Linked DNA regions of Oryctolagus cuniculus: region 2 is linked to region 1. The links are chromatin contacts, called in public Hi-C maps. All regions are on one chromosome and are shown on one strand. Each heading gives the region's core, a stretch centred on a gene start, on an enhancer-like site or on the middle of the called end of the contact. The rest is flanking DNA. Distances are from core to core; before and after follow the strand shown. Region 1 overlaps LOC127491170 (a long non-coding RNA gene). Region 2 has its middle 420 kb from the start of DUSP6.

What was found. A called contact is a pair of places that touch in the nucleus more often than the background predicts.
Region 2: a Hi-C map of an unstated tissue shows a contact between it and region 1, with 3 times the contacts expected there. The contact joins two enhancer-like sites. A contact is called at or near these places in 2 of 6 Hi-C or Micro-C datasets (ear pinna and an unstated tissue).

The regions. Positions count from the first base shown.
Region 1 is chr11:91,184,283-91,189,629 of mOryCun1.1, reverse strand. All of the region lies in intron 2 of LOC127491170 (a long non-coding RNA gene), which reads right to left. Among named protein-coding and RNA genes, the nearest start is that of KITLG, 35 kb to the right of the region's middle. Within about 2 kb of position 3,904, at least 6 of the 8 cell types and tissues checked have an H3K27ac peak or open chromatin away from gene starts, as enhancers often do.
Region 2 is chr11:91,577,505-91,582,576 of mOryCun1.1, reverse strand. No RefSeq gene overlaps it. Among named protein-coding and RNA genes, the nearest start is that of DUSP6, 420 kb to the left of the region's middle. Within about 2 kb of position 3,421, at least 2 of the 8 cell types and tissues checked have an H3K27ac peak or open chromatin away from gene starts, as enhancers often do.

The sequences.
Region 1 (5,347 bases), core at 2,655-5,154:
AATTTACTATGCTTGGCGATCTTGCTGATCTTTATTTCATAATTAAGGAAAAAACCTGAATCAAACAAAACAGTTTGATAGTGTTCCCTGAATACTAAAAAAAATACTCAAAGAATATTCTGGGAGCTAAGATCTTTTATCATTTTCAAGGTTGAAAAACTCCACACCTTTGTTCAGGTGAAGAACATGTCACGTTCTTGTAGTTTGGTAACTTCATAGGAAAGGGGTCATTTTTTTCATTGTCTCTAGTGGAAAACAGGGGCTGGTGGTGTGGTACAGTAGGTAAAGCCGCTGCCTGTGACACTAGCATCCAATACAGGTGCCAGTTCGAGTCCTGGCTGCTCCACTTCCAATCCAGCTCCCTGCTACTGTGCCTTGGAAAGCACACTGGGCCCCTGTACCCACGACCCCGGATGAAGCTCCCACCTCCTGGCTTCATCCTGGCCCTGCCCTGGCCATGGTGGCCATTTGGGAATGAAAGGAAAGAAAATCCCACAGTGGGTTCTGAATGGCCAGCCTCTTGAGGGTGATGAACGTATCCCTCAAACAATCAAACAAATTGGGACTGGACCAATCTGAGTCTCAGAATGGTGGTGTGGAAAAGGTGGCAGGAAGTGGGGGAAAAGTCTGGTGAATGACAATCTCTCCTGGAAGACACAGAACAGAGTGTGCATTCTCCAAGTAAAACGGGGTACTGACAATGAAAGAAGAGTGGTGGGAAAGTGTCCTGGGCAGATCACAGTAAAAATCTTCACCATAGTCCATCTGTCTGGATGAAGGTCATGCTTTACTCCTCTTCCTCCCTCCCTCTCTCTCTCTCTCTCTCTCTCTCTGCCTTTCAAATGAAATAAATACATCTTTTGAAAAAAAGAAAATGGAATTAAAAGATAAGTTTATTTTGGTGCAAAAAAATTTTTAATCTACACTCAGTTTTTTTTTCACAATGCCTACTTTCTGCAAAAGACTTTTTAAAGACTCCCCATACATTTTATAGCTGCCTGATGAAGTAAACAAAAATGTTCACGTGTACCCCTGGAAATCCTTTTGGGAACCTTTTTGGTTATGGATATCACACTGCTAAATGTATGATCTGAGACGCTCTCAGAGGCTGCAGTAGAATCTGAAATAGAACCAACCTTTCTCAAAACCATTTCCCTTTCCACGAGGCCTTAGTGGTAAATGTCAGAAACATAGCTCCCTTGTGCTTACCATATATGTAACTGTTTGGAAGACACTGGCAAAGCAAAATTATACATCAGGGCGGCTTGTGTTAAGATTGGGATTACCATGAAGGAATCATCCATTAAACGATTTTCCAAAACGGTCCTATTTGCTGCCCTTTTCAGCCTTCTTCCTACTTGTGTTTAAAACGGCTTGCAGCATCTTTTTGATCAAAAGTAAAAAGCCACTATTTAATACTGTCACCTGTTCTGTGGTCTTCTGCTTAAATATTTACGTGAGTGACTACGGAGGGGGAGCTAGTCTTGCTGAAAACTCCCACGTCACTTGGAGTTGCACAGTTACATACTGAATCCATGCTGCCACTCCCGTTCTCCCCGCACTTGTTTGTTGAGTATTGAAGCCAGCAGAACAGCCCCACAAAGACATCTGCGTCCTAATTCCTGAAATCTGGAAACATATTGCCCAGGAAGAGGGCGTTAAGCTGCAGGTGGAGTGAAGGTTGCTAATCAACTGACCGTAGAGACTGGGGACCGAGCTGTGGCATGGCCAGTAACTGCCTGTGAAGATGGCATCCCATATGGGCACCTGCTCACATCCTGGCTGCTCCAACTCTGATCCAGCTCCATGTTGATGGCCCGGGAAAGGCAGAGGAAGATGGCCCAAGTGTTCCAACTTCTGCCAACCATGTGGGAGAGCTGGAAGAAGCTCCTGGCTCCTGGCTTCAGATCCGCCCAGCTCTGGCCATTGCAGCCATCTGAGGAGAGAACCGGCAGATGAGAGAACTCTCTCTGTCTCTCCCTCTCTTTCTGGCTTTCAAATAAACAGATTAATCTTTTTTTAAAAAAATTAAAATAGACTATTTTGATTTACCTGGGTGGCTCGGTGTTATTAACAAATCCCGTTACAAATAGAGAAGGGAGGCAGTGACAGTGGTTTGCTGTAAGAGCCAACTGGCCATTACTGACTGTGGAGGTGAAGGAGCCACTGTGGAGGATAGCCTCGGGGGGACAGAAATTAGTTGTCCCCTAGAGCCTCCACAATGGATTGCAGCCCCTGCCAGCATCTTGATCTTAGCTCAGGGTGAACCATTTGGGACTTTCGAATTCTAGCTCTATGAAAAAAATTGTGTTGTTTTAAGCCGTTAAATTTCTGGTAATTTCTTATAAGAGCAGTGGAAGATTAATACAGTGAACTATAAATACAGTGAACTATTAATACAGTGAACTATAAATGTACCTACTTTCTACTTCTCTCATGGTTAAAATTTTGGCATAGTTTTAACATAACACTTGAACTAATTCAGGCAAATTTGGAATTAAGTTCAAGAGTCTTGTAAAAATAATTCCTGAATTTATGTGTTATTCTTGTTCCAAATGATTACTGAAGTTAATATTTATTTTCTTCTTACAAATTAATAAAATGTTTATGTTCTCCACTTACAAGAATAAGCCTAGGAGCAGTATTTTCATTTATTTGAGAGGCAGAGAGAGAAAATCAGATAAAGCTGAAATGTTCTCAATGGCAGAAGCTGGGCTGGCAAAAGCCAGGAGCTGATAACTCAGTCCAGGTCTCCACATGGGTGGCAGAGAACAAGTTTTACATACTGCCTCCTGGGGGCTGCGTTGGCAGGAAACTGGATCAGGAGCCTGAGCTGGCTATGCAACCAGGCGCTCCCATGTGGGAAGGGGGTTCCTAATTGGTGTCTTCAGCCCTAAGTCAAATCTGCCCCCGGAAGTACTTTTTAGAAGACCTACAGCCAGGACTCCGGGTTTAGATTAGAGCTCTGCCATTCACTAGCTTGGTTGGTTGGGAAAATTAACCTAAGGGTGTTTCGTCATCCGTAAAATGGGAATAAAAATAACTGAATCTATACAGCAGGTTTGTGGAAGATGTAATAACTTCTGTAAAAATGTGTATTATATTTAAATACATGTTTCATATAACTCACATAGAAATCTTTTACCGAGGCTATGATATGTAAATCCATGCACCACACCCTCGTGTTTGCTATTATTACTATCACTGTTGCATGATCTTTCCAATTGTGAAAACGTCTCCAGCACAAAGTACAGCTCCCAAAACCCTTGCCGCGTTGGCGAACTGCACGTTTCGTAACCCCTACCACTTGCTTTGAATCTTAATTTCTAAACACACGGCAGTAAAGCATTCTGAAACGGCCTGTTAGCAATACTTAACCTTGAAACAATTCCTTTAATTATCAAATGCTCATTCACTAAATGAATGGTCATTTTTTTTTTTAATAGAGGAGGTAAGACAATGGCCTACCTATAGATCTTAATTAAACTTCCCCCCAACCCCCCAAGGCTGGGCGCAGTGGATTCTTTGCTCAGAACCCATTGAACTTCGCTCCTGCATCCTCTCAGCACCGAGCGAGCTGGAGGCAACTCCAGGCGCGAGGTGTTTCGCCTGGTCCCAGGCGATTCCAGGTGAGTCCCAGAGGAGCGGGAGGCCCGGCTGGGACTCGCTGCGCCAGGCTGCTAAGCTTCGCCCCCAGGGCACCCACTCCTCCCGTGCGCTCCCGAGGACCCCAGGCTAGGGGACGCGCTGGGCTCGGTCGGCGCAACTTCGGAGGCATGTAGAGCGCTGCGGTCCGGCCCCGCGGTCTGCCTCCCGCGCCTCTGCCAGCGTCTCGCCTCCCCGGGGCTCCGGAAGGGAAGGAGGCGTGTCCGGAGCAGGCGGGAGGGCGCTGTATAAAAGCACCGGCGGCGCGGCGGCCCGGGCTTCACTCGCCGCCTCGCGCCGGGACCTGGAGCGCCGCGGACAGCACGGGCCGTGGAGAGGGCGCTGCGCTCGGGCTACCCAATGCTTGGACTATCTGTCGCCGCTGCTCGTGCAATATGCTGGAGCTCCAGAGCAGCTAAACGGAGTCGCCACACCGCTGCCTGGGCTGGATCGCAGCGCTGCCTTTCCTTATGAAGAAGACACAAGTGAGTAGGGCGCGCCGGGGACAGCGCAGGCTTTCCAAGAAAATCGCGCCCGGATCCCCCTGGGAGGCAGGCGCGCCCCGGAATCCGCACCCGGGACCCTCCGGGCTGTGCCCGCCCGTTGAGCCCAGGAGGTCCGGGGGAGGGAGGCGGGCGTGCTGTGCCAGCCCTAGCCTCCTCGCGCCTGGGTGAGCCCGGGAAGGGAAGGACTGGGAGTGATGAGAGCGAGCCCGTGGCAAGTTTGCAGCCCCAGCAGCTAAGTTTGGAACTGTCAGTCGGAAAGCGCAGTTCCCTCCGTTGGAACGATCGGCTCTTTTTGGCCCCGAAGTTATCACTGGAAGGCTTCGTCTGTGCCCGGGAGACATTTTCCCGTGGCTTCGGGGAGATTATGAAACAGCTCCCCCCGCGCCACCCTCGCTCGCTGTCGCACCCGGATTTATGTGTGCAGCCCGCAGGTGGGCGCGGGGCGCGGCGCGGCGCGGCGCCGCCTCGGGAGCGAAGCCAGCTCCGAGCTCCAACGCCGCTGCGCTCGGCGGGGAGGGGAACCTGCCCAGCCCGCCCGGGAAACTTGGCTCCCGGCGGCGTTTGCCTAGTCTGCGGCTCTGGGTGGGCTCTCTGGAGAGCTCCGGAGGAGCTGATACCTCCACAGTGCATACATGCACTTTGTTCCATTACAAAGGAGAGAAAGTTTTTTTTTTTTTAATAGGCACCTCTAATGATAGTTATTGAGATAATTCCCAGTGCTGCTAAATTGTGCATGATGCATAAAGTGCTGTGGGTGAAGCACTGCCCAGGGGTACAATTAGATTTTTCTCCCCCTTAACACAAATATACGGCTCATTTAGAAAGGGGCGCCGCGGTGCACAGTTCTTTTCACCCCTGGCGGCTCTTCCCTCTTCTCACTTCCCCTCTTAGGAAAGGCTCCTTGTTTTCTGCCACCGGTTGGATAAGGCTGCCCTTTCACCCCCCAGAGGCTATAACGAAGATTGCAATGTCTCAAATGTGTGGAAGCCGTCCGTGGAAGTGGTGGGGGTAATGGGAATCGGAGACTTCTGCAAAGAGCTTAGAATGAAGGCACCCGTCTACTGGACGTGCTTTATTAAGTCACCCGCTTGGCATCGTATTTTAAATCGATGTCTAGGTGTGGGAACGTGCACAGGACATGGAGCCTCTTGCATGCGCCGGTGTGGGTGTGGAAAGGGCAAGGGAAGGAACTTAGC
Region 2 (5,072 bases), core at 2,172-4,671, 390 kb before region 1:
TGAGAGAGAGAGAGACAGAGAGAAAGGTCTTCCTTTGCCGTTGGTTCACCCTCCAATGGCTGCCATGGCTGGTGCGCTGTGGCCAGTGCACCGCACTGATCCGAAGCCAGGAGCCAGGTGCTTCTCCTGGTCTCCCATGGCGTGCAGGGCCCCAGCACTTGGGCCATTCTCCACTGCACTCCCTGGCCACAGCAGAGAGCTGGCCTGGAAGAGGGGCAACCGGGACAGAATCCAGCACCCCAACCGTGACTAGAACCCAGTGTGCCAGCGCCGCTAGGTGGAGGATTAGCCTAGTGAGCCGCGGCGCCGGCCTACATAGTTCTTTATATATAAAATATTGCTCAAACAACTACAGGACATGTTTTTTGTCTAGTCCAATTGCAGTTGTTTCATCTGTTGTCAGTGGAATGTTTAGGTTGATTCCTGAATCCTTCTAACATGATCTTAGCAGTGTTTGACTTTCTTAATGTGGCAAACTACCAAGCTCCTCTTACACATTTCCTATCCCAGGCAATTTTGTTTTAGTGCCAAATGGTATTTCAGAATGAAAGTCTGGGTTATAGAGGGTTTATTGTTCTTGTGATTATCATGGTTTTTAGGTATTTTCATTGGACTAAAGTTAGAAATTACTTTGAAAATGAATTACATCAAGAGTTCTATTGTCTCTTACTTAAATTCAAGAATGCAGGATTTTTACATAAATCTTCTATTGTGTATCTCCTTTATTGTAGCCTAAGGATGACAGTCTCAAGGGCACAGGGATAATTGGATTACAGCACCACCAGTTCATAATATTTGGGGGGAAAAAGAAAACACAAGAAAACCACCATTAACAAAATGTACTTGATCCAGAATGGTAGAATATCAACTCATGATTTTTAAAAATGGGGAAAGAAGAGTAGATTAAGCATTTACCATAGCTTTTTTATATTGTGTCACTGAGTAACCAAATAATAGATTAGGAGACTTTCTCTTTATAGAAAGTTTGGAGGAAAACCAAGAAATAGAATGGCAACATGTTTTCACCCTCCCCACTGATCCCCATTAGGGATCAAGACCCTGGGCAGCAATGGCAGTTTATAAAAAGAGTGCACCTTGGATATAATGATAGACACATCATCTATACAGCAGGGTTGTCAATAAATCAAATCTGAATGTGATTAGGCTTTAACTCCAGCAACTGACAGGAAAAATAGATAACCCAGGACCCTCCTCACAATACCACAGGGATGCAATTAGCAAAATCAAGATGAGGAAAATTCTGAAGACCTCTAAAGATCAGTGACTCAGCCTTCTTGGCAAATATCAAGAGAATATAATGGAGGAGATTACTGATTAACATAGACTTTCAGGACTCATCAACTAAATTCAATGCACTAACCTGGCAAATAAGGGAAAAAATGGAGCATTTCTTTGGTGTTTCCTATTTGAACTGGGATAACCAAGAACACTCCCAGCCACAGCATCTATCCTCTGATCATTTTTGGGGACTATAGTTTGGATACAGATGGATTTTGTGGAGATGTGTTTTCCAATTGGTGAAGACTTACATATGGTAGTGCCAATGTATTGTTAATAACATGACTAATTTCTTGAAGCATCATGTGCAAGGAACTGTGTATTACCTCATTTACTCTCCCTGTTGTAGGTAATTATTCTCAACTTACAGATAAACATAGGTTTTGTGAAGCTGAATGAATAAATGATGGATGATCCCACAGTCAATATCAAGTTAGAGACTTGAACCTGAGAACATGCTCCCTGCTCAAGGATACTACCTTCCTTAAGTATTCCGTTCACCATAAGTGCAAAGGAAGAGATAGTCTTTTTGATTACATGTTCTCTGACACTATGAATATAGTTGAGGTTTGATAGTCTTTAAAATGAGTAATAGGAAATACAGTGACTAGTCCTTTTATAGCTAAGGGATCCTTGGCTTTGCATCTAGACTAGAGTTCGGCTGAAATGGATTGCTATTTCAGGATTGCTTCAGGGATCAATGGTGGTTAAAGACGAATGTTTGAGTCTACTAATATTAACCTGAATATATAAAATGTGCTATCTAGGGACATAATGTACTTTCACATTACAGAGTAATAAAGGGAAAAATTAAAAACTAGAGCAGAGAGGTAGAAAGGTGAAGAGGAAAATAGGTTATGGAAATGAGAAGTCATATTGGGAAATAAGCTTGAGGAATAATTAGGGAGGGAGCGTGGTTGGTGTAAGGCTGGCCTCACTTTACAAACTGCTCACTGTCTATTGCTTGGAAGGACATCTTGTGCTGCATAAGGTTCTGTTTTGTGTGTTGTCATTGATAACAACAATTCAAACACGAGCAATGTGTCATAGAATCCTGGGGAGTCCCCCAAATGGATGAGATAATGACATTTACCTTTTACCTACTTAGCACAGGACCTCTGGATTTGGGCATTTAATTAAGGCTCGCTGGGGACCATGCAGATGACCTTGGCAATTTTCTCACACTCTGCTCTATTCAGGGCACAGGAGAATTTAGCAATGTTGCGCCAATATTCTATCAGGAACTGTCACTTAGAAAATTGGAATGCATTGGAATCTTTGGTCTCCAAAGTTCCATTCTTGAATCTATGAGCCAGGCAGCACCAGGAGGATGGCTAAAAATTAGATTCTGAAGTTCTGTTTCAAAATGCAGCCAGTTGTTGTTTGGACACAGTATTTTTGTTTTGTTTTTTTCTGGAAGACCAAATATTAAAGCTTATATTTAGTACATGAGATATAGAACAACAACTAATGAAGACAATATCTTGAGCATGAAAAATACTGGCTCAGGTAGACTTGAAGGTGTAAATAAGAATGGCCAGAGATAAGCTGGTATTATTGATTTAAAGCTCAACAATTTTAATTTAAATGCTCCTTGTCACACAGCTCACATAAATCAATGTCCCTAGGTCTGACCCTTCTGTCATATATTCCAGTATTTTCTGATATCTTGAGTTACCAGGGTGACTTTGCTTAAAAATTCACAGCACAGAGATCAGAAGGTTACATTTCCCTCATCCCCATCGACTCATCCTTTCCCAATAATTTTGCATTCATTAAAGGCTGATGTGATCCTTACCACAAAGGGACTTGATTTATTGTTGGCCTTGAGTTCTCCCTAAAGTGAAACTGACAGCTCCTGGAATGTTTTAGCTAGTTGTTTGAAAACGGGTTTGAGTAACTGAAACTACTAATTCCAGGGAGTAACGGTACCTTTGTTAGGTTCTCAGTAAAAGCAGTTTGTGATTGGATTATGCGTAAGTCTCCGAACTCCTCATCCAAACAATGAAGTTCAGCTCAGGCATTATTTTCGTTCTGGCTCTGAATTCAGACTTGACTGCTTTCATTGGCTTGTTCTGCAGAATAACAAGGCCCCACCCTTAAGTCCAGGAGCCCAGAGAGTGTAGCATTTCCTCTGTGCAAGGCCAAACAGTCACTGCACTTGGTATTTGTGATAACTTATTGTATTAAGAACTCTCCGCTCCATAAACAAGATAATTTAAAACACATTGACGTAAATGAAAAACAAAAGCAACCCCTTGTAAACAAGTTTCAGGCGGCTTCTTAAAGGGGTCTCTATTTGTTACTCGAGCTGTCAGCTATGTTAGCTACTAGTTCTGCGTGGCAACTGAATACTCAAAATGTGTCTAGCATGACTTGAGACCTGCTGTATATGTAAAATACACACTGAATTTCAGGCAGACTTAGTAGAAGAGTGAAAAATGTCTCAATATTTTTATTTGGATTACATGCTTAAAACAATTGAGATATATTAAGGTAAGGAAAACATCTAAATGCCAATTTTTTTAAAAAACCACTACTAGAATATTTTATATTACATGCAGGGTCCACATTATATCTCTATTAGAAAGGATTTTTATAAGTAACAGATCTTTATTATATGTTTTAGTGGAATAGAAAACAAATCAACCAATACTTGATTAAATTAGAGTGTCAGTAGTTCCTAGGACCTAACATACTATGTAACCCTTGGAGACATTGATTTTTTTTTTTTTCCACTCACAAAAGCCTTTAGGTGTTCAGTAAATATCTCTTGTGCAAATCAATAAATAAATGTAATAACTGCAAAACTGATAAGATGTATCAGAAACATTAAAGAATTAACAGTCACCTCAATTATTTCAAGAGCAGTTTATTGTTTTAGTCTCTAAAATAATTAAACCCGTTTCCCCAAAAAGAATTGAGTAAACTTCATTGTTTGGAAATAATTTTTGGCTCTTGCTCTAATTAGAGAAAGAGTGATAGATTCCCCTGGAAGTTTTCCTGAGTGACAAAGGAACAAAGCTCTTCACGCCTCATTAACAACATTGAAATGAAAATGCCATAGAGAGGTGTTTGTACCTAAAAAGAATTGAATTGTACTTGGATTTTATTTAACTTGAATATAATCTTGTCTTTCTCTTAATAAAGGGACAACCTCAGAGCCCCTAGAATCCTATGGGATTACAAAAGTTAGATTTCCTGTTTCCTGCTTCATGATATCAGAATATCACGGGAAGAAGTTAGTAAGGAAATGCTAACAGCTTGGAAAGTGACTGCATCTGACTAGTTATTGTCTGACTAACAGGACCTACATAATGCTATCTTGACTGCAATGACATAAACTTATGTAATCATCAAGAGGAAATCTTACAGAATTGACAGGTGCAAAAAACTAAGAATGCAACTGTCCTTTCCCCTAGGAAACTAATGCACTCACTGGTAACCTTAATTGTATTTCTGATGTTTTTTGTAGTCTGATTAGGGAAATCATTTTCTTACAGGCCCAAATTAATTAGTATCCCAAACATTAGAATACTCACTACTCTTCCTCTGTCTGCCCCATTCTGACTGGCTGCTCATTTGTTCTGTAACACATTGTACCTTCCTTTTTGTTACTGTGTAGTTGTGTCTTTGAATGTGCAGGAAAGGTTTGAAGGAGGCTGACTCATTCATCTGTACCTTCACGATAGTGCCTGGTGTATAGTAGGTGTTCAAGGAATGACTGAAGAGTGGAAAGGAGAGAAGCAAGAAAGGATAAACATGTGATTGCT